4 separate regions of the Mus musculus genome follow, and regions 2, 3 and 4 are each linked to region 1. Evidence: chromatin contacts called from public Hi-C and HiChIP or PLAC-seq data. All regions are on one chromosome and are shown on one strand. The core of a region is the stretch at or near the end of the contact, and the rest is flanking DNA. Distances in the headings are between cores, read along the strand shown. Region 1 overlaps 5430403N17Rik (RIKEN cDNA 5430403N17 gene). Region 2 overlaps Prag1 (PEAK1 related kinase activating pseudokinase 1). Region 3 overlaps Gm39163 (a long non-coding RNA gene). Region 4 has its middle 14 kb from the start of Gm39163.

Evidence for each region. A called contact is a pair of places that touch in the nucleus more often than the background predicts. HiChIP or PLAC-seq counts read pairs in DNA pulled down with a chosen protein or histone mark.
Region 2: a contact with region 1 is called in a Hi-C map of the N1E-115 cell line, with 2.9 times the contacts expected there. The contact joins two enhancer-like sites. A contact is called at or near these places in 2 of 15 datasets of contacts at CTCF or cohesin (large pre-B cells and stem cell-derived epiblast-like cells), 42 of 484 Hi-C or Micro-C datasets (the 3T3-L1 cell line, 3T3-L1-derived adipocytes, B cells and 32 more), 15 of 115 datasets of contacts at active chromatin or transcription factors (bone marrow-derived macrophages, cardiomyocytes, craniofacial prominence and 9 more) and 1 of 9 other capture datasets (embryonic stem cells).
Region 3: a FOXA1 HiChIP or PLAC-seq map of pancreatic cancer cells shows a contact between it and region 1. The contact joins two enhancer-like sites. A contact is called at or near these places in 11 of 484 Hi-C or Micro-C datasets (B cells, the NIH/3T3 cell line, bone marrow-derived macrophages and 5 more) and 3 of 115 datasets of contacts at active chromatin or transcription factors (craniofacial prominence, embryonic hindbrain and pancreatic cancer cells).
Region 4: a contact with region 1 is called in a Hi-C map of the N1E-115 cell line, with 2.3 times the contacts expected there. The contact joins two enhancer-like sites. A contact is called at or near these places in 9 of 484 Hi-C or Micro-C datasets (MC3T3-E1-derived osteoblasts, the N1E-115 cell line, cerebellum and 4 more).

The regions. Positions count from the first base shown.
Region 1 is chr8:35,863,453-35,869,265 of GRCm38.p6, reverse strand. 5430403N17Rik (RIKEN cDNA 5430403N17 gene) reads left to right here. Exons shown (of 3, transcript NR_046181.1): 3 at 2,961-5,181. Among named protein-coding and RNA genes, the nearest start is that of 5430403N17Rik, 17 kb to the left of the region's middle. Within about 2 kb of position 3,340, at least 62 of the 459 cell types and tissues checked have an H3K27ac peak or open chromatin away from gene starts, as enhancers often do. A contact at or near this core is called in the N1E-115 cell line and pancreatic cancer cells, where this site is marked.
Region 2 is chr8:36,107,541-36,113,353 of GRCm38.p6, reverse strand. All of the region lies in intron 3 of Prag1 (PEAK1 related kinase activating pseudokinase 1), which reads right to left. Among named protein-coding and RNA genes, the nearest start is that of Prag1, 16 kb to the right of the region's middle. Within about 2 kb of position 2,598, at least 6 of the 459 cell types and tissues checked have an H3K27ac peak or open chromatin away from gene starts, as enhancers often do. A contact at or near this core is called in the N1E-115 cell line, where this site is marked.
Region 3 is chr8:36,070,628-36,076,440 of GRCm38.p6, reverse strand. It overlaps Gm39163 (a long non-coding RNA gene), which reads right to left. Exons shown (of 3, transcript XR_870358.2): 2 at 5,209-5,529; 3 at 2,834-2,897. Among named protein-coding and RNA genes, the nearest start is that of Gm39163, 7.2 kb to the right of the region's middle. Within about 2 kb of position 2,985, at least 22 of the 459 cell types and tissues checked have an H3K27ac peak or open chromatin away from gene starts, as enhancers often do. A contact at or near this core is called in pancreatic cancer cells, where this site is marked.
Region 4 is chr8:36,049,695-36,055,507 of GRCm38.p6, reverse strand. No RefSeq gene overlaps it. Among named protein-coding and RNA genes, the nearest start is that of Gm39163, 14 kb to the left of the region's middle. Within about 2 kb of position 2,912, at least 34 of the 459 cell types and tissues checked have an H3K27ac peak or open chromatin away from gene starts, as enhancers often do. A contact at or near this core is called in the N1E-115 cell line, where this site is marked.

The DNA.
Region 1 (5,813 bases), core at 2,091-4,590:
AAGACACTCAGAGAAGAGACGGGTGCGCAGACAGGACCATGGAGATGTGAAGAGTTCCCGTGCACCAGATGAGTCTTCAAGCATGTGAGGATTCTGCACAAGCTCTGAGAGGATTAGGTTAGATAACAGCAGCCATTGCTCATCAGGAATCAAGAAGGCTATCTCCACTCCCAACTAGTCTATCTGGAAAAAAAAATCAAAAATTTCAGGGGGCACAGTACAAATAATACCCATAGAATACATTACTCAGTAGGGGTAAATAATCTACCCCAGACCAAATATTGCTCCAGGAAGATAAACCTCACAACACTATACCTGAGAGCCCTGTACAGCGCTACATTGTGACTTACACCCTTGGCTTTTAATTATCCTACTCTGAGCCTTCTTCTTGCTTGGAGTTGCTAGGTTTATTTTGGTGTCCTGTCTTGACTTGCCTTCTGATATTTTACCTCACAGAGATCTCAAATTGCTAAATATATGTTTACTTCATCTGGGAGATAGATAGAACTCTACCACAGGCCCAAATTCTGCCCCTTGGGTAGAGTGCTGCGTAGTCATCTCTCCCTGAGTGTGAGCAAGATTTGTGACTATGATGCCATATCACATTATGATTTTTTTTTTTATGGCAGAGGAGAATTTGAAGATGCAATTAAGAGTCCTACTGAGTTAACCTTAAGTTAATCAATAGAAAGACTATTCTAGATGAACCTGACGTAATCAGATGAACGCTTTAAGTTATGTTAGAGAAATTTGAAGCTAGACAGACTCGCTGAATCTCACAAAAGTCAGCTCTGGCTGCCATCTTGACTCAAATTCATTTAAGGCCAAGCTCAAGAACCAGCTGGGCCTTGCCTGGACTTCCGACTTACAGAACCGTACATGAGCAATGGTGATGCCTAAGTATCTATGTCTGTAGCAATTTGTCACATTGCAAAATCTAATGTACTTAATTAACATATTAAATGCAATAAATGAAATGATATTTTAAGTATTCAAGTATTAAACATTAGATTTTACCCTATTATTTATTCTAAAATATTTTAAATAAATACACTACAGAAAATGTTTTAGATGACTAAAATAAGTCTAGTGTCATTCATCCTACCTGGAACCACGTGTTAGAAAAGACGGTCCAGAGCTAGGGACGGTGATCTACACCTGTGATTCCAGTGAGGAAGGAGCTAAGACAGGAGCAGTAAAAGTTAAATGCTAGCTTGGGTCATATAGCAAAACTTAAAAAAATAAGAAGGGAGGGAGGGAGGGGGTTGGGGGGAGGGAGGAAGGAAGGGGAGTCAGCTAGTCAGCTTGGGTACTTCATATCTATGCAAATGCTATTCAAAAGGTTTAATTATAACTCAATGTATTTTCTTTCCTTTCCCTTTTTTTTTCTTTTCTCTTGGGGTGGGGGTGGGGGGATAGACAGGTTTGTAAAGGAACAGCCACAACTGCCAGGCTACTCTGTATTTTCTAACAAAGCTTTTTATTGGGTTTCTCTTCTTCCTCTGAATCTCTAATGTAGTAGTCCAACAATCCAACAATGTCTTAAAGTTTCAAACCAACCTACATCAATTCTTCAACCTCATTGAACCCTATAACCCGTATGTGCAGAATTGCAAATGCTTCGTCACATCTAATCCCTTTCTTTGTCCAGTTGACTTGCTCTCATCTTGCTATATTTTCCCATTATTCATCTCCACAAGAATCATTCAACAGGGACACAAAACACAAACCAACCTGCTCTACTTGGTAAGCTGGAAGAAACTGTTTCATAGTCATCCACTAGCAAGCTAAAGTCACCACGAAACAATTCCCAAGTGGGACAAATGTCAAAAAGTGTGACACCCATATGCAATGTGGGAGGAGTCATAGCCATCTAGTACATGTGTAGACGTCGTGGAACACACTGAAACAGAACAGCATATTTCTTAAAATATTCTAGGGAAACAGCTGTAGCCAGATAGGGGATCGCTAGCTATAAATGTTAGCCTCATTAAGATTCACAGTGATGATGATGACCCAAGTTTATACAGCAAAGAGACTCTATAAGGCATCTGACCCCAGAATTGTTTGAATGCTTTCTGTCCAAGTTTTACGACAGAGCTCAGGAAGAGATAAAAGAGTAGTTCTCAACCTGTGGGTCGAGACCCCTGTGGCAAACCTCTATCTTCAAAAACATTTGCATTAGGACTCATAACAGTAGCAAAATTACAGTTATGATACAGCAACAAAAATGATTTTATGGTTGGGGATCACGATAATATGAAGAAGTGTATTTAAGGGTCATAGCATTAGGAAGGCTGAGAACCATTGAGATAAAAGCAGGTGTGTGCTTGTCTAACAGGACAGGCAGAGTCATGGAGGGGGTGCATACTAAAATCCCTAGAAGGAGGAGCTCCAGGTTTCCAAAGATAAATAAATGATAAGGACAGGGAGGTATTAATTACCTTGATTAGATCAGTGTTTATTCAATGCATGCCAAAAATGCTAAAATGTCACACTGCACCAGATTAAGTAGGAACAATTATTTCATGTCAATCTCCCAACTTCTAATAAATGTTCAGTGGTACAGATCTCCAAATTAAAACCTTTTTTTTCTATTGGGGAAGACAATTACACAGACAGTGTAAAGATGTTCACCAGGGATGGAAGAGGAAACCAGGGGGTTATTATTAGTGGCGTTTGAACATCAGTTTTATCAGATGAGAAACCTTATGAAGGTGGGTAGCCACCGTGGTTACACAACATTATGAATATTTTTAGCATCACTGAACCGTTTATTTAAAAATGGTTTCAATAATAAATGTTATCTCTCTGTTTTAGTACAATAAAACAATTGGGAGGAGGGAGGGAACCCTGGAAAATGAAATGTTTCTGCCCAGAAAATATTTTGGGAACTGTGGTTTAAATTCTTTGTATGTTTATTTATCCTGTCTCCTCTTTCCAATGACACCGTGTTCCAGGTCAAATGGTGATCATGTGGCCCACGGTGAGAAAACCTCCTGGTATAACTAGTGGGAACTGCTCGGCCACCTTCCCTTCCCCCAGCTGTGTGATGCAATGGTGCAATTCTGTCTCCTCAAAACCAGACATCCTCTCTCACTGGAGGATTCCAGGGGTGGCTTATCACTGCAGAGCACTCTGTAGACATTCTCCAGACGACCACCATGTGCCAGGCTTAGCACATTACTAAAGCAACAAGCATCCCAGCAGGACACCCACTTTGCAAGGAAGACACTGCCATGCCAGGGAAGAATCCAGGAAGAATTATAACACTGGGGCTTCTGAGAAAGCTGATTAAGTGGCCTGACTGGAAAGTGACTGGCATCCTCAGGGCAGAGAACCTCCAAGGAGCTGGGAGGTGAGAGCTGTAGGGATGACTCAGGCAGGAATCTGGAGAGAGCAGGGTGGGGCACGTAATTCACTGCCTAAAACCCAAAGCCAGTTCCCCACCTTCCAGCGGTACAATCGGTCCCTGATACTTCAAGTTGAGAACGAAGCAGGAAAGGAGGAAGCCCAGGAATCAGAAAGACGGAATGACTTTGCATTTAGCATTGATTCGAAAATGCTAAATTACCTCTAAATTACCTCTTCACATGCCTGATCTAAAATTGGAATCCACCCTCTAATCTTGAGCATTTTACAGTTTTTGTCCACCACACCCCCACCCCTCGCCCCCATCTACCCTCCCGGCATGCATGTGACCCTAAGGCACGCGCGCGGCTCACTTGTCAATGCCTGCGTGCGCAAACTTGTCCACAGCTACTGTCATTGTCATTTCTTCCTCAGGATTTTGAGTTTTGTTTCTACCCCACATGTCGGGTTTAATGGCCGTGTAAAATGTCTTCAGCAAGATCATCTTGGAGGGTTCGCACTGACAGGAAAACTTACAGTGTGTTCAGGTAGGCGAGGGACCCAGAGCTCGTACCGTCCTGATTGTTATGTGTGAAATGAATAGTCTTTCTGAGAAAAAGGTTTACTATTACATAGCGGCCTCACAAAAAACAAATCAAGTATTTTACAGCTTTGTTAGTCCAGGCAAGGGCACCCTAGCAATGCCCGGGCCATTTGTTAGAATGACAGAATCTCGGGTTGTATGGATACCCACTGACTCTGGTTATACTGAGGTGACTTCTCCATCCAACTGTCAAAACTACCACCTCTACCTCGGTCTTATTACAGCGCTTTCTTCTCTTTTATTGTCTGTGAACTAATGATGGAACTTAAATATAAAGGGCACGTGGGACTCAATTAGGCATGGCCGGTGACATCTCTGCAGGCACAATGTGAAATAAAACCACCTTCTTCAGTGAGGGGGGGCTGGCAGCCAGGAAGATGGGTAGTCTCCTAGGAGGACCATGAACACCAATAAAACCATGAATCACCCGAGACCTTGGTGCTGTGACACAGCTGGCTGAGAGGAGCCCCACCTGCGGACTGTTGTAGTGGGGATTTGGGAGTTAGTTACATGTGATATCTACTAATAATGATACTCAACGTAGTCCCTCTTGTGGAGGGACCTGGGCACGGAACCCATGGCTTTGCGTATGCTGGGTTGGCGTTGTGTCAATGAGCTACAGCCTCAGCCTTCAATGAATTCTGTAGTCAACATTTGATTTTTTTTTTTCCTTAGCTCCTCATGCTGATCCCTTACTATTGAGAAGCACAACAAACCCTGTAGGGAAACACTGTGAACTAAGACCCGATGTTTGGGTGGTAATGGCTTTTTACTTATAGAGATGACATTTACCAGACTAACCTGGTTGGCAAGTAGCCGAGTTGGGGACCGGACTCTCCAGATTCTGGCTTTGCTTTGGCAATTCTAAGTGGGAAGATAGTGTTGGTGACATTTTATGCAAGAGAATTGGGGGTCCAGTATGCTCAAGAGACTCAGATTCTGAGCTGTCCTGTGAGCCAATTAATTGCCTCTTCATCTAAGCCAGTTCTCAACTGCTGACACCCTTTAATACAGTACCTCAGGTTATGGTAAACCCCCAACCGTAAAATTATTTTCATGGATACATTATAACTTTAATTTCGCTTCTGTGTGAATCGAATATTTTTTGAAGACGGAAGTTTGCCAAAGGAGTCTCGACCCACAGGTTGAAAATCATGATCTAATTCATCTCTTGTCCTTCTGCCCCCAGCTCCTCAGTAAAAGTCGACATGCTCATTTATGATTTTATGAGTTTTCTGGCATAGCGTTTATTTGCTTATTTATGTGGTGTATGTACGTGTTCACATGTGTGTGCATATGGAAGCCAGAGCTGGATGCTGGGTTTCTTCCGTGGTCGCTCCCCACCTTGTTTTTTGAGTCAGGGTTTCTCACTGAAACTGGATATCCTCCATCCATCTAGGCTTGCTGGCCCAGGAGCCAGAGGGATCCGCCCACCTTTGCTTCCCCCTGGTTCTGGGGTTACAAATGCACTGTAGCCAATGCCCGCTTTTACATGATTGCTGGAGGTCTGAATGCAGGGTCTCACCCCTACACAGCAGCCACTTTACTGAATGGCCTATGTCCAGCCCTTTGATACATTTTTGAATAAGTGATCAGATAATTAGGTGAACCCTATTAGAAAGAATGTGCATGTAGGCTTATGTTTTTCAAAACCTACTTTAGTAAGGGTTCTCAAATTCTTTAATCTCCCTTTTAAACCCACCACCCACCAGAGGTAGTGGAAGAGAGAGGTGAATTGGAAACAGGGATTGTGGACCTGTTTAGAAATAATTCTTTGGAGCCATTTCTATCTTCATTGTTGTTGGCATTTCATCTAGGCTCCGCCCCACAGTTACCTGGCAACAGCCAGATGTGCCTG
Region 2 (5,813 bases), core at 1,349-3,848, 240 kb before region 1:
ACAGGGAGATGCATGGGGCTTATGGCCAGCCAGCCTGGACCAATTGGCAAGGCTCGGGTCCCAGTGAGAGATCTTGTCTTAAACAACATAAGGTGTATGATTTTCAGAGGGAATACTCATGAGGTTGACCTTTGGCTTCTGCATACACAGGTGCGTGTTTGCACATCCCCCCTAAACATACACAAAAGAAAGAGAGGCAAGAAAGAAAGGAGGGAGGGAGGGAGGGAATTGACTGTGAATGAAGGCTGTCAAGCGAGTTGATGCTTTCCCTGTCAGTGTGAGCAGATACTTGGAAAGACAGGCTTACTTGGGCTCATGTTTGCAATACGGTCCATCACAGTGGGCAGGGTCCGGCAGCAGGTAACTGTGGCAACAGGAGCGAGTGGTAATTGGTTATATTCATGGGCAGTCAGGAGCAGAGAGGGGGCAGGAAGCAGAAAGGGCACAGGGCACAGGAAATATAGAATGGGTCTATAAATCTCAAGGCCCAGCCGCCAGTGACACATTTCCTTCGGTGAGATATCTCACTTCGCCTAAATGCTACACCCACAGAAATGACCGAGGACAAAGCATTCAAATACACGGGGACATTCTTTACCCGAGCCGTAATACCAAGTAAGTGTGACACATCGGCACATAGCTGCCCTGTTCTTCTATCAACTCTTATAGATGTGCCCTTTGCCCTGCTGAATATCTTTACATAAAAGATGATCTATCTTATTACCAGTATGTATTAGAAAAATCACAGCATTTGTTTATCTAGTTCAAATTCATAAGATTTCATTTCCACAGTGAGATTAACCCTCCACAGGATTCTGACACATTTCCCATATCTGTTCCCTCCCCCTCCAGTTTTGGATGCAGAAAGCCAACAAGGCGAGGGATGAACACACGCTGCTTAAAGATTTAAAGACTGGAAAAATAAAGTTAAGATATATAAAGAGAAGGACTACCTTAAGAGACAGGTAGTAAGTTAGTAATAAGTGTTATTTACTCCAGCAGGGCTCCGAAAGGTTAGTGTTCATAGATCATTCTAGTCACTCACTGAGCAGAAGCAAAACATCTTGACATTCCAGTTGGAAGTCAGAAATTACATTTTCTGCTAACACTCAACTACAGAACTCTAGGCTAGACAGAAAACAGACCCCATCCCCTAAATAAAGGAAGTATTGAACTCCTAAGTTAATGTAGAGACTGGTTACTGAGTGCCAGCCTTTTAGCACCTTAGATGGTCGATTTTAGGCTTTAACGCCAATTTCTCAAATAGCTAGCACAGGTGTCAGAGTCAGAACTTCCATCTCTGCATGCCCTGCAGACATTACTAATCAATCGCAGCAACCTTTATCACAGGCTAGGTTCTCCCATAAAGTGCTAGAAAAGTCTCTACCTGACCTGAACTGCCATAGAAGATCCTGCCCTCCTGATAGTGGGCACTGGGCCACAAAAGCTTACTTTTGCTTTGATCTATACATTTTAGTTATGAACTATTTTAAATGATGACTGGTTCTAAAATTCTAGGCTCGTCTTCACTTTCTTCAAGTTTCTGTTACTTACTGTCATGTCTACTGATATCAACAATTCTCGTATTCATGCAGTGTATTTTATTCCCATTAATCCTGACTGCCTACGTGGAACACCCAAAGGTAGAGGCCATCCTGATGGGTTTCCCACAATTCAGGAGCATACAGTGACACCCTATCTTGGTTTGAGAGTATTAAACATGTTTTAAAACAGCCGGGCAATGGTGGCACATGCCTTTAATCCAAGCACTCAGGAGGCAGAGGTAGGTGAACCTCTGTGAGTATGAGGCCAGCCTGGTCTACACAGCTTGTTTCAGGACAGTCAGGGCTACACAATCCCTGTCTCGAAAACAAAACCACTTAGGCAAACGGGTATGAAATGGCTCAAAGCCAAACTGCTGGAAGTCAAGGAGTCATTTGCCAGTGACAGAAACAATAACCTGCCAAAGAACAATACCTGAGGGGAAAGAGAAGGCTGCTGGACTAAGGAGGTGAATCACTGGTAAGGTTTGCTGACCAAGAATGAAAACCTGGCTTGGGATCTCAGCATCCCAGGATCCACTGGACACTGTGGCACAAGCCTGTGACACCATTGCTTGGGGAAGACAGGTAGAATGGTGTGTATGTGGGATGTGGAGGCTGGATAGCCAGCCTAGCAGAAATGATGAGCCCCGGGTTCAGTGAGAGAGCCTGTCTTCAAAAACTGAGGTGGAGAAGTGGTTAAGGTAGACCTCGGACTCTGGCCTCTGTGTGCAGGCTCACAGAGCGAAGTACGTGCACACATACGTGCACACATGTGCATTCACTACCCAAACACACTGTAAAGAAATAAAACATAAACAAAAGGGAAAGATCTCTTTGTGAAAACAGCCTTTAATGTGGAGGTTTCCCTTGTCACCCAGCCACTGTGACAAAAGTCCGCCTTCTGGGAAAGCACACAGAAAAAGTCACCCAGCGCGCAGGGCATAAGCTCGTTGAAGTAGGGAATCTTACAGAGTTGCATAGGAAGAGCACGAGCACACGCTTAACATGAAACATTGCTTGGGATCTGTCTACAGCCACTAGAAGCAAATGCTCACCGATTTCTACACAGCGCCTGAAGGTGTCTATGATCAGAAATGTAGTAGTTGTTGCCTGCACAGAGGATAGCAAGGACTGTCTGCCGCTAATCTCTCAACCGTGAAAGAACGAATTATAGCTAATCAAATCAACAATTCCCATAGCATGCCTTGGGGCACTAGCAGAGAGCTGCCTACCAGTTGGTTAATTCCACGCTTCGGAAGCAGTCAGGACTTCCCAGCAGCTAAGTCCATTTGGCGACTAGATGCAGACTGAGGACTGTCATCTAGCTTCGGTCTGTGTTTCCAGACTTCTCTCAGAAAGTATGAAAAAGTTCTACTCAGAGAAGCAACATCACCCTAGAATTCTTGTAATTTGCTGCTCAGAGGAAAATTCTAGATGATTACTACCTGAAAAGAGAATTCTTCTGGTAAGAGGGGATTGGTTCCACACAACTGCTCAGCTTAAAACCAAACCAAACCAAACCAAACCAAAAAACTAAGTAGCAATAAGTAGCAGAGGCCACTTGCAAGACTGAAACGTACAAGTACTGGAGAGTAATTAATCCAAGAAAGAATGCATGGAGCCCCACCGTGTTTGCCCACCTTGAAGCATGGACAATTATTAACCTCAGCTTATTCAACTCAAGGTGGCAACGTTCCACTGAGCAGGGGCAGGCAGGGAATTACAATGGGTGCCCAGTGAAAAGCTAGAGAGAAACTTGCTTACTCCATAGTGTGCTATGGCCTTCTTAAAAACGAAACATTCCGCCTGGGCGGTGGTAGCACAGTCCTTTAATCCCAGCACTTGGGAGGCAGAGCCACAAGCAGATGGATGTCTGAGTCTGAGGCCAGCCTGGTCTACAGAGTGAGTTCCAGGACAGCCAGGGCTACACAGAGAAATCCTGTCTCGAAAAACAAAAACAAGAACAAAACCTAACTAACTAACTATTCTGGGCTGGCAAGATGATACAGCATGTAAGGGCATCTGCATGCCCTGAACCCAATGCTCAGAACCCACCCGAAGGGGAAACTGACTCCACGAAGTTATCTCTGACCTTTACACACACAGCCTGGCACATGCACCTACACACATCATACTCAGCAATAATTTTTGGATGTTTATTTATTCTGTGCTATGTGCACATGTGTGTGCATGTGTGTACTCTGCACATCAAGAGCATGGTGCTCAGAAGACAGTGTTGGGGTGCATGCTGGGAACTAAACCTGGGTCTTTTCCAAACGCAATAAACACTCTTAACTATGAAGTCATCTCTCCATCCCCCTAATAATAATTTAAAAAAAAATTCCTCCCTGAATATCTACTATATATGGTTCTTTGCTAAAAGATGTGATAGAAATTCTAAGCAAGAACTCATGAGACATAACTTGTGCACTCTCGGGAATGTAGTCTCTTGAAGAGATGAAAACGTGGGCCAAGTTTTAATGTAATGCAAGGCACACTGTGCTACCATCACGAAATGAGGTATGAACAGGGCACAGGACTACCACAGGACTTAGGCTCAGAACACTTCATATTCCAAGTTATTTGCTTCTTCTGTCAACTTCTCTTGAGCATCACGTTGAGTAAGAAGGTAGGTGCTTTTCTGGAAAAATTAGTCAACAGGACATATAACTCATGACTCGTGCACACTGAACTGAGTTCATGGCTCTGTTACTGAACAGAGAGCACAGGCTGCGGCGAGAACCCAGATCTACGAGAACAGGTCTTAACAAAGACAGTCAAAGCCGGGAACAGCCTTTGGTTGTCACACTGCACACCTGCTCACTGAGGTCACACTGCACACCTGCTCATTGAATTCACACAGATGCAATCCTCAGAACCCAAGAGGGGAAAAAACCCTATTGCTGGGCTTTTAGCATCTTGCACACAGCCTAATATAAAAAGTAGGTCATTAGTAGATATCCAGTGATTTAAAGAATCTCTAACTCCTAGGAATAGTCATGGGCATATGCTCAAAACTGTATAGAAGTCCTTTAAAGATTGTATTATATACACACATACACACAGATATACATACCTATGTATGTATATATATATATATATATATATATATATATATCCATCAAGTCAGCAATTGTTAAAACATTATAAGATTAAAAGACAGGAATTAATTTGGGGAATTAATTTTAATAATTCCTGCCTGCAAAATATATAATTCCCCGTTTCCAGATTCTGTCTACAAGCCCATGGGAAGAGGCCAACTGCTGGCTTGCCTATGGTGTAGCAGAGTATAGTCTTCACTGTTGACACATGGGCCTTGTTCCATTTGTTCTGCTGTGTGTAGAGAGTGTGCAGTTTCTCCCACAGAATGTGCTCAGCATGTGTTCACCCTAACCCAACTCCACCTCTCATTTAAACATGGCCAGAAAGGCTGCACATAGCTAGAGAAGATTCTCTATACACAGTGCTTCCTAACCATAAAGTGACTTCAAATTGCCACCCAGATAGGCCCACGCAGTCTCAAGACTTCCTATGCCCTGGTGTCAGTCCCTATGATTCGCTCCAACATGGACTGGGGCTGATATAAAGTGTTAGAAGCTTTAATCAGATTGGATATGGACACTGAAGATAAATGGCCATCTCAGTCACTCTCCTTCCATTCTTGGGGGATCGTGCTGTGTGACCACGTTTCGGGAGGACACCACACAATGAAGACGTGTCAGCTCTTCCCACTAGCAAAGTGCACAGATGCCCTAGCCTTTGTGCATGGAAAGAACTCTACTGGTGACATTGTCCCTCCAACACAGGAGGTGACTGAACAAGGAAGAGCTTCATTTCTGGGCACCCCAAAGAGAGAAAAAACAGCGTACAATGTAGTGGGTTAAATTGAAAATTGGTAACAGCAGAACAAAAATATCGCCCACTTCCGTGGGGAAACTTTTTCTTACATTATTTACCTTACCTGACCCAGACCATACCAAACATAAGCCCAACTGTTTTCTGATTCCGCCATCAAGTTCATCTCTGACCCTGGGCCTATCGTTCGAATTTGGGGTTTCTTTGAGAACTGCTTGTCTGCTGCTCTAATGAGACAAATGGCTATCTACTGCCCGTGTCACTCAAAACTCGTAAGTCATGTCAAACTAGATTTGGCTCTGCCCAGAAACAAAAGACACAAAGCAACTGGATTTCTGGGCATGTTAATTGCTTTCCCAGGTCCTGCCGCTCTCCTTTAGCTGCCTCCTGAAGGTGAAGTGTGCACACATGCAT
Region 3 (5,813 bases), core at 1,736-4,235, 210 kb before region 1:
TGCGCCAAAGGACTTCTCGTGATACTCTAGAGGCTTCTTGTTGATTCTGTGTGGACTCAGGTTTCTTCTGAATCGAACTGCCATTGATGATGGTGATGTTGAGTGGTGTTTGCAAGTGGATTGAGCTGCCTACTGATATCCCAACAGCAAAGATTAGATTTGCCCCAAAGAACTATTTCTAAGCAGGTTCACATTCTCTTTTGCCATATTAACCTTTCCTTCCCACTACCTCTGGTGGGTGATAGGCTAGAAGAGAAGTTAAAGCATTTAAGAACCCTTATTAAAGTAGATTTTGAAAAATCTAAGCCTATACACAGTTATTAAAATTCTCATCTGACAGTGACAACATTGTGACTTTCTCCCATATGCTGAAATCTCTCCGGAGGATTTCAGAATAGGCAGTATCCATCTTGCAAGCTACTCTCCTCCCAACACCAATCCATCACTCTTCCTTATCACCATATTACTTCACTCTATCTTCATGGGCAAAGGCTCAAGCCATGATCATGACACCATCAAGGGGATTCACAGAGTGCTCACCCACTGGAGGGTGGTCCTGCCATAGGTGTGATGGGAACACACATTGTCTAAGCTATCCTGGTACAAGAGCTATTTCCTGGCTGGACCTTATGAGGACTTTAAGAGTTAATAATGGCTATTCCCAAGAAAGTAAAGAAGAAAAGCAAGGGAGGGGCAGAAAGTTCCAGAAGGCAGGCAGCAGAGGGGTCTTAGGCAGCTTCTCAGCAGCTGCTTTTGGATAGCCTTTTACTAGGTGGGATTTCTGCCTCAGTCTATGGCCCACCGCCAAAGTGCAGATAGTGTTGGGGGAGATGAATGAGACCCAGCCCTGTGTGTGAGGGAGCACTCTCTGTGAATCCCAGATGCCTGGAATAGTTGGTGTAACAAGGGCAGCGCCAGCTCCTTGATTTAGACTGGAATAGAGCATTCTCTTCTGGCAGGGAAGCCATTTAGGTCTAAGACCCACCATCAGGACTTTCCATGTTTAATGAAACAGCTGTGAAAACACCACAGCCATACCTGGACTCATCTACAGCACACTGAAGCCAGGTCATATGCTAAGCACCCTGCAACCTTCCCTCCCTTCCCTTCCAGACATTGTTACTTTTCATGTAGGAGAATTTAGATGTCATCCTGATGGTCTCATTAGCGTTTTTATGAACACTCAGCATTAATAAACTCTATTTTGGGGTGTAACTTAAGTACAGTATAAAGAGCAGTGAGCATGTTGAGTCTGTGTGTAAATAACTTTTTCTCCCACTAATGCTGATAGAGCTACAGTGCCACCTGCGTAAAATCAGATTTTAAATAACATTCATACTTAACAGAAATCTTAAAAAGCACTCTGCTAAGTGCTGGTAGACTGAGCTGAAATAATGAATGCTCAGAGTCCAATGTCACTGTTGAAATTTGCTGGTGGATCTTGCTTATTCTATATACTGTAGTTCTGTGTATTGAAATAGACACTGTCTCACACAGTAACATGACACAACTTCCTGGCATTCAGCACATTTTGGAGCAAAAGCATGACGCTAAGACCTCTGACAGGATTCTACTTTGACCCCTTGTAGATTACAAAGGGGACATTCTTTTTTCAAGACAGCCATGGAGATCAGCTTAATCACTCTCAGATTATGGTTTGTTAACTATTTATAACTTTGAGTTGACGAAAAAAAAAAACAAAAACAAAAACAAACAGAACCAGACCCCCTCTAGTCAAATTCCCAAGGACCAAATGGAAAACAAAACAAAACAAAAAACAAAAAAAGAAGAACTCAGTAACTTTCTTAACACTTGGTTTCCACTCAAATATTTGACTAAATATTGTAGAAAGCAATGTATCATTATTGTTACCTCTACAAATCCCTTCTGCTCAATGGGTTTGATCAGGAGAGAGCTCTTTCAAGGACTCCAATTTGTACTACTAATACAAATGCCTCATTTTGTATTTGTAGAGGGTGTTGCTAAAAAAGAGGTCAGGTCATTATAAGGCAGTTTGGTTGAGTCCATTACACTTGACACCTCTGAAAGCTGATCGAAGGTATCAACTTCCAGATTCATTTCAAGACACACAGGGAGTCTTCTGGAAATGATGATCAAGTTTTGAGCATGGAAAAGCAGCACAGAGAGGCACCTCCACCTTAAAAGCATCCATAGGTTCAGTATTTCCTCATGAGCATCCTCCGAAGTCTCTAGCCACATCCTCATACAGTGACATTGGGTTACCCTCCCTCTCACCTGCTTCTCTTACACATTCTGCTGCTGATATCTGCTGTCATTTATGTTGGTTTCCCTAAATGCCCACCAGAGAAGATGCCCACCAAGTACTTTGGAAAGAAAAGAGAGAGAGGCATGAAGAATGGAGAATGAAAGCAAAAGTTCACTTATCACATCTACAAAGACACTGGGGGAGATAGAACTTGTATGTAGTCTGATAAAACAAAACATTAACATTTAATAGGAGAATAAAATATTTATAGCCAAGAAAGATTTACTTAGGATCAAAATACAATTTATAATTTAACAGGTGCTATATGGGCCTTATGCAAAGAAAAATGAGTGTAATACAATGGGATTGCAAGTCATAAATATAAACTAAATGGGTAAGTTTTCATTACTAAGAATGGCCTATAATATTAGCTATGCAGAGAAGAGAACATAAAATAAAGGGGCTACTAAAATCTGTTTCTTGAGTGACTACACAGTCTCCGTAAACTTCTAAAAGATTTTAAAAGTCAACAAAGAACTATTATTGAAATAAAGACTCCTTACTTATCATATTTATATTTTATAAAAACAAAATACTTTAGTCAGTCTTACCGATAAGTGGTTGATTTAATTCTTTGTAAATGACGGGCTTTTCTTTTTCTCCTTTGTAACTGGAACAAAGCAAACACGTGGGTTAATCATTAACGGACTCCCCAAGCCTTCCTTCTTCTTCCACTCCTTAAACAACAAGATCATAAATCTTTGAGCTTCTCTTGGCGTTATCTCGGCTGAGGTTCAGAGTTTAACATTGTGTTCCATGAGCCACAAGCCTTGCCACCAAAGAGCTCCTGAGTGCAGACAGTCACCAGCCACCCAGACTGCCTTCAAACCCATTTCTCTAAGGATTCACACGTATGTGGTTACATTATGGAAAAAATAAGTAAATAAAACTTTACATTTTGGACCAGTTTTGGATTTTTCTGTTGCTGTGATGAAATACTCTGGACAAAAGCAACTTAAAGGTTTAGTTGGCTCCCAGTTCCAAATTAAAGTCCACCATTGCAGAGTGGCAGGAGCATGAGAGAAGTCACATTCTAGCCTTCCACTGAATTATTGCATGCGAGTTCTTGCTTACTGTTTTTACAGTTCTTCCTCTACTGATGTCCAGCCCAGGGTCCTCTGCCTAGGGAATGGCACCACCCACAATTAGAGTGGGCTTTCCACTTTAATTAAGGAGATCAAGACCATTCTTCACATACATTCCCAGAAGTTAACCTTAAGGTCAATAATACCTCACAGGTGTGCCTGAGGCCTGCCTCCTTGGTGTCAAGCTGGCAGATTTATAAAGGGGGGAAAATGTAAGTATAATTTAGAAAACCCCTACATTCCCTGAATCTAGTGTCCCATGTTACTATGGTCTGTTTGCTATAATTCATACATCAATATTAACGCAGTATAAAGAATACAAGTCTACAGTGTATTTATGTATATTTCCTTAGTTCTTAAGTAATTGGTCTCCCCCCCCCCCGCTTTATTCTGGTTTTGGGCCCCGTTCCAGGCAATATGTGACAGCTATCAGATGTTCTTAAGCACCTTGGTTGATGACTTTGACCGTTTATGAGATGAGGTGTAGTCACCTGTCTTGTAGAATGTAGCTTAAGTGGAATTCATCCCCCTTCTCTCATGACCCCACATAGGTTTGAGGAGCAAGCAAGAGTCTGGCTGAATTGAACCCACTGGATCTGTTCTTATTGTGACTGTTGACTGTTGTTGGCTGTGATCTCTGAGGGAGCGTTTTGTTTGCTTTAGCAAGCAGTCACTTTCCTCTCCCTTTGCACATACTCTCTGGGAGAAGTTAGTTACCCTGTACAACCTATACTCAACAAGTATTGGTCTCACCTCCATCAGGGACATGATGCACTTTGAGTATTTGATTTCCCCTCGTGTGCAAATATTTCTTCCTTACCTCGTTCCTCTTACTCTGTGTTCTTCTACCTCAAAACCTGAAACCCGTGTGGAGTCAAGGAAAAGTAGGGAAAATGAATTCCAATTGAGGTACGTTCCAGAAAACAGGTACATTCCTCATCTTCTAAACTGCCAAAGTCACCACACAGGGGCTTAGGAACACGTGACAATAAGGTGTCACATATTGCCTGGAGTGGGATCCGGAGCCTGCTCTATTCAATATTTCATGTTGGCATAGACACTTATTTTACCAGGCCATATGCTGATTCTTCTTTGTGGCTCAAACTGTTCTAACTTTGAGCATGAGGTGATCGTTGTCGGCTTCTGCATCTCTTTGAGATGTCCTTTCATTGTGCGTATATGTCCATGTGTATCCATGTGTGTGGAGTACACATGTGTGGAAGGTGCATGTGTATGTGTTTCCATGAGTGTGTGGAGGCCAGAGGTCAGCCTAGGGTATCAGTCTTCAGAAGCCACCCTCCATGGCTCCTTAGCCCAATAGGCTAGCCTGGGCCAGCAAGCTCCAGCAATGCTCCTGGCTCCACCTTTACAAGACTGGGTTTACAAGCAAAAATAATCATGCCCAGATTTTGCACATGTGTCCTAAGGATGGAACTCGGATCCTTATTCACATACAGGAAGTACTGTACTAACTGAGCCATTTCCCTGGCTTGTTTTGTAGGACTTAGAGGTACAGTCTTACTTTCTGGCACGGTGAGATTCTGGTCCCTTCATCTGTATTTTCTGACGCCAGACCAACAATTAATCTTTCTTTCCATGAACCCTCATTTCTTCTATTGGAGACTTAGAAGGTGCCATTTAGAAACAAGATCTGGGCACTAGGTTTGTAACCTGGCATTTATCCTAGTCCCTCTAAGTTGGCATGACAGCAAAGCGCCTCTATAAATATTCTGTATGTAAGCAAAGCACACTCAGATGCATTTGGAGCTATCATAAGCTGAAGATAAATTCATATTGAGTGGTCCAATTTAAGTGCAGGAACTCATGGATGCTTACCTGTCAACTTTTATTCCAACGGGGGAGTGGGGGCGGGCAATGTCTGAGCCCTGCCACTCACCATGCATTCACTTGCTCACTTCCAGTCTGCATATACAGCAGCATGTATGTGTTAGCTTGTACCCCCATGGGAAGCTGCAGTGCTGGTCAAAGCACAGACAATGCTTGGGCATGGATTCTTTGTCTTCTGATAGGCTGTGTTTATTTCCCAAGGAGCTTAGGTCAGCCCCTCATCCTGTTCCCTCCATGGTGGTTGGTTCTTCCAATGCACTCAGCTCCGTTGGCCACTTTCTATATTCAATCTCAGGATTCTCCAATGACCTATATGATTGGCATTTAAGAATTTTTCAGAGGGCATGCAGCAATTGAGTGTATTTATGAGGTACCATGTGACATTTCAATACATATCAATATACAACGTACAGTGACAGATCAGAGGGATTCGCGTGTCCATCACTTCAAATATTTATCATTTCTTCATATTGGCCATATTTGAAATCCATCCCGGTAGCTACTTTGAAGTTTGCAATTCACTATTGTCAACCCGGATGAGGGTTGTAGGTCAGTTGATTGAGGGCTTGCCTGCCCTGGTCAAAGTCCTGGGT
Region 4 (5,813 bases), core at 1,663-4,162, 190 kb before region 1:
GACTCCTAAAATAAACAAGAGACCAAAATGGACATTGAAATAGGGTTGGTGTTTTGTTTTTCTTTTTCTTTTTTAAATTGGCTTTCTCTCTGCACATTTGCCTTTGCAAATGAAGAGTCACGCCTGCTTTACCTGTTTCCACCTGACTCAGACATGGCCCTCTTTCAGGGACAATGACCTAAGCTTTGCTGGAGGGATTCAGTTCTCCAGGGGCAACGTGAGAGTCATCGGGGCGTGTCTGCAGCCTGCTGTGGCCTGACCAAGACCAGAAGAGCCTGGGGACTCAGGAGCATCTGATTCCATGAGCTCACAGTTGGAGCATCTCGGGCTGGGGAAGGTTCATTGCTGGGGAGCTTGCTATGGGGATAGGCAGAGAAGGGGAGCACTGTTCAGACTGCTAGATTCTGCACTCAGCGGCTGTGGTCCTCTGTATACTGGTAAGATTGGAATCCTAGGTCCTCAATTCCTTCCCAGGTAGGGTTCACCCAACAAACACAAATTATCATCTACTGCATTTCAGGCATGGGATTTCCACCCTCATTAAGTTCATCCAGGTTAAACGTGTATGGTGGCCAGAAGGCATCATGGGAACATAAATGGAATTCCAACCTAGAGGCCCCTTTCAGAAGAGAGGATTCCTAAGCTAAGTCCTGGAGGTTAAACTGGAACTCATTATACTAGACACAGCAGGTGGGAAACACAGTGCTGGCTAAAGAGATATCCTGAGAACTCAAGAAGGTGGACTCCAGAAAATCAAATAACCCCATTAAAAATGGGGCTCAGAGCTAAACAAAGAATTCTCACCTGAGGAATACTGAATGGTGGAGAAGCACCTGAAAAAAATGTTCAGCATCCTTAATCATCAGAGAAATGCAAATCAAAACAACCCTGAGATTCCACTTCACTCCAGTCAGAATGGCTAAGATCAAAAATTCAGGTGACAGCAGATGCTGGCGAGGATGTGGAGAAAGAGGAACACTCTCCATTGTTGGTGGGATTGCAAGCTTGTACAACCACTCTGGAAATCAGTCTGGCGGTTCCTCAGAAAACTGGATATAGTACTACCGGAGGATCCTGCAATACCTCTCCTGGGCATATATCCAGAAGATGTTCCAACCAGTAAGAAGGACACATGCTCCACTATGTTCATAGCAGCCTTATTTATAATAGCCAGAAGCTGGAAAGAACCCAGATGCCCCTCAACAGAGGAATGGATACAGAAAATGTGGTACATTTACACAATGGAGTACTACTCAGCTATTAAAAAGAATGAATTTATGAAATTCCTAGGCAAATGGATGGACATGGAGGGCATCATCCTGAGTGAGGTAACCCAATCACAAAGGAACTCGCACAATATGTACTCACTGATAAGTGGATATTAGCCCAGAAACTTAGGATACCCAAGATATAAGATACAATTTGCTAAACGCATGAAACTCAAGAAGAACAAGACCAAAGTGTGGACACTTTGCCCCTCCTTAGAATTGGGAACAAAACACCCATGGAAGGAGTTACAGAGACAAAGTTTGGAGCTGTGTCAAAAGGATGGACCATCTAGAGCCTGCCATATCAAGAGTTCCATCCCATAATCAGCTTCCAAACGCTGACACCATGGCATATACTAGCAAGATTTTGCTGAAAGGACCCAGATATAGCTGTCTCTTGTGAGACTATGCCAGGGCCTAGCAAACACAGAAGTGGATGCTCACAGTCAGCTATTGGTTGGATCACAGGGCCCCCAGTGGAGGAGCTAGAGAAAGTACCCAAGGAGATAAAGGGAACTGCAACCCTATAGGTGGAACAACATTATGAACTAACCAGTACCCCAGAGCTCTTGACTCTAGCTGCATATGTATCAAAAGATGGCCTAGTCGGCCATCACTGGAAAGAGAGGCTCATTGGACTTGCAAACTTTATATGCCCCAGTACAGGGGAATGCCAGGGCCAAAAAGTGGGAGTGGGTGGGTAGGGGAGTGGGGGGGAGGGTATGGGGGACTTTTGGGATAGCATTGGAAATGTAAATGAGGAAAATACCTAATAAAAAGTATAAAAAAAGAGAGATATCCTGAGCAAAGGTAGGTGGGGGAGAAAGATGTGTGTGTAAAGCTCAAGGCATTCAGCATCACTGGGTGGTGGTCTACAAAGGCAAGCTTGAAGATGGAAGGTTGAGCAATATGGAAGACGAAAGGTCTTGAATACCATGGTTAAGAATTTGACCTGAGTTCTTTAGTCAACAGGGAGCCAGTGGCTAGTTTGTAACAGGAGAAGAGTAGGTGAGTTTATATTTTACAAAGCTTGGTAGCAGGTCCAAGGATGGGCACAATGAGCATAAGGGACAGCAAATACACCAACCAACCAATCAACCAACCAAACAAGCAAACAACCAAACAAACACAAATTCAAGGCTGTCTTTATGTCTTCTCATCCTCAAATGAGTTCTAACAAGTGTCCAAATTAGCCTGAGAAACACAGACCCACATTTTGCCTGTGGAGGAAGGTCAAGAGAACATTTCAGATTAGCTGCAAACAGCCTGGAATTAGGCATATCTGAGCTGAGATCTGGTACCTAGGCTACTTCCAGTTGACTATGTGGAGCAAGACTGCACTCCTTGGAATCTAAGCCCCTGGCTTAGTTCCCTTCTGGCAACAGAGGATCTGGATTCCTCTCTCTTGCCTCCTGACCTGGCTGCTATGTGGAAGTCCCAGTTCCAACCCTCTTTAACAATTCCTATCCAGCTGCTCCCTGCCCCCACCTGAAACCTAGCAAGGAAATTCTAGGAATGAGCCAGCAGGTCACCTAGCCTGATCATCGCTGGTCAGCATGAGGAGAGCAGGTGGCTCCTGGCTTCAGCCTGCTTGAAGCTGAGATGAATTCGGGCCTCAGCCCAAATCTGAAAGACTGGATTCCTACTTAGAGCTGGGTTTTTTCGTAATTAACAGTGTGTCTGGGGCTTCCGGGATTGCAGTAATGTGATACTGCCTCGTTCAATGACTTGGCTGCGTTTCTCAGTTTCTGCTGGCTTCAGTCTGCCTTCCCCAACTTATTATTCATGCCCGTGTCTCAAATTTTCATATCTCACACCCATCCATGGCCCAGAAATATTGTCTTGGAAATGGAAGGACAGGAGGAAAGGGGTAAGGCTAAGAGAGGGAGAGAGATAAATTGTCAAGAAGGGTCCTGTGGAGGAGAATGGTAGGGCCAGAGCAATGTGCCGGGCTTATGGACAATTTGATGACCACCGTAGGACCAGATAGCTGAGAAGTAAGACCATAAAGAGCACTAAGAAGAGAGAGGAGGATGGGCAGAGAGAAGTGTGTTGCTGCCTTGGCAAAGGAAATTATGTGACATGCTTACAAGATGAAAACCCTGCTCCAGTTATTGATTCAATTAGTTTATCTCTGCAGCCCAGCTCCAAGCTGTGAGGAGGACCGGCTCAGGGTGGAAGCAGGCAAATGAGCTAGCTGCTTGGAGGGCCTAGAGAGAAGAGAGCTAGTTTCCTTGCCACCCTGCTGATTTCTTAGGGGCCCTGAAGATTCCTTTGAACAATAAAGCCTTCCCTCCCTGTTGGCCTCTCAAATGAATCTTTCAGGCTGGTTAGTCTAGCTGACTGCAGGTGTTTCTCAGCACACAGTGCGGGAGCTGTGGATCTAATGACTTAGGCACATGGGCTTTTTCCATTAGAGGAATGGAAAGCTGGGCAATATGACCGGCCAAGGAGGTGGAGCAGAGCTTCGAGGGCACCTAATGGGGGGAGGAGTCAATTCCACAGTGTCTCTGTGGTGAGACCTCAGAGGTGTTCCACCCTAGGCACACAGAGTCTCACTTGGGGACTTTGAAGAGCATGGCACCTTCAAGTTCTGTCGCCATAGGCTGAATTTGGTTTCAGGTAAGGCCCTTGTATGCCTGATCTTTTTCTTCAAATCAAGGGAGTCCAGTGAGTATCAGGGTAGAAACGCCCTGAGTTTAGAAGACACATCATTTTTCCAGGTAGGAGAACAGCAGCCCCTACAGTGATGTGATTATTTCCTGCTTTTCACAGCTAAGAAAGGCAAAGGTGCTCTGAGCCACAGCATAGTGGTCTCTCTGTTAAGTCAGAGGTCTCTTAGCACATAGTGTGTCTCTATTCTTGGCAGAATTGCCTGGGCACTCCTTCTTTACATGGCCATGTGTGTGTGTGTGGGGGGGGGTAGCAATCTCCAGAAAGCATCCCCAACCTGAATGATGCTGCACCTTGAGGACACACATAGAAGCAATCTCTACACAGAAACAAACAGGCTGCTGTCTCCCAGCCCCAGGACAGACTCACTGGCATGTATGTGCATGCACACAGACACCGCAAAGACAGCTCTGTCACTGGTATGCGATAGCAGGTGAGTTGGTTTATGAAATGCAGTCACTGTCACATGGAGGGAAACAATGAGCCTGACAAAAGCCATCTCTCTGAAGCCAGCAGGGCAGGGAACTGTCTGGAGAGCTCTGGTTTTCCTGTACAGCAGATTGGACACGGTCAATCGGAATAGCGAGGTAGACAAATCAAGGGAGAGAACGAACGCCTGCCTGTCTCTCAAAGGAAGGAGCCTGCGTCTTGGCAGCTTGGAGGATTTCGAATGCTCAACACAGCGTGTGCTTTTCTCTTTTTAAATCTTCCATTCGGATGACTTTTCCACCTCTCCCTTTCAAATAGACGGAATACCTTTACAGCCTCTTCTGCTCTCTTTTAAAATAACTACAATAGCTTTGCAGCCTCCTAACACTCAGGATAAATACTCTCTCGGTTGCAATACATATATGAGATTAATTTAATTTCATACCAGGTTGCACTCCATTTGGAAAGATCTTTGGATCACTCGTGATGAGGGGGGAAAGAAAACAGATGGAATGGCTTTAATATGGAGACAGCACTCCTGCACACTGGTCCCGATTCCCGAGTCCAGTGGAGCATGACGTAGAATAATGATTGGTATAACAGTGACTAGGGCAGCCCTCCTCCTCCAACACGCACATCCTACACCAAGGAAGAAGAAGATGGCATCTCACGCTTCCCCTGTCAGGGGCAGTGTGAAACACTGGGAGAACGGTCTCCCCTCAGAGCAGGATGAGACACTGTGGGATTCACAGCCATGAGGGGTCCATTTAACCTTTGTTGTGTTTATAGATTTTCTGCTGATGAGAAAAAAGTCAATAGACGACGAGAACTGTAGAGGTAGAAAGCAGAGGGAAGCCAAGGGTCTCTCTCTATGCACAGTGCTGTGGAGGCCAAAGCAATGATGCAAACCAAGTCTACCTTTAAGGTCACAGAAAGGCAAAGCTCTTTGCAACTAGTCATTCAAAAACAGAGATGTAGGTGCTTTCATGCCCAGGATCTATGTATAGCTGGAGACTGTAGAGCATTTGTGATTCCAGCATTTCTCCGTCCTGATGGGACGCAGAGACAGGAGGATCACAGGAAGCTTGCAGGTACACGCAGAGGCAAGAGGCTATTTCTCAAACAAGGTGGAAGAAGGGGACTGGCATCCTAGGCTGTTCTCTGAGCTCTGTGTGTACCATGGTACATGTGAACATGCACTCATACATATGAACATGCACACATACACACGGTGTACACACACAAAAAAAGAGGTAGGGTGCTGGCAAGATAAACTAAGTATAATTGGGTACCCTATTAATGGTACCCTGCTATGCTTGCAGAAAGGAACCTAGCATAACTGGTCCCCCAAGAGGCTTCATCCAGCAGCGGATAGAAATGGATGCAGAGACCAACAGTCAAATATTAGTCAGAGCTCAGGGAGTCTTGCAGAAGATTGTGGGA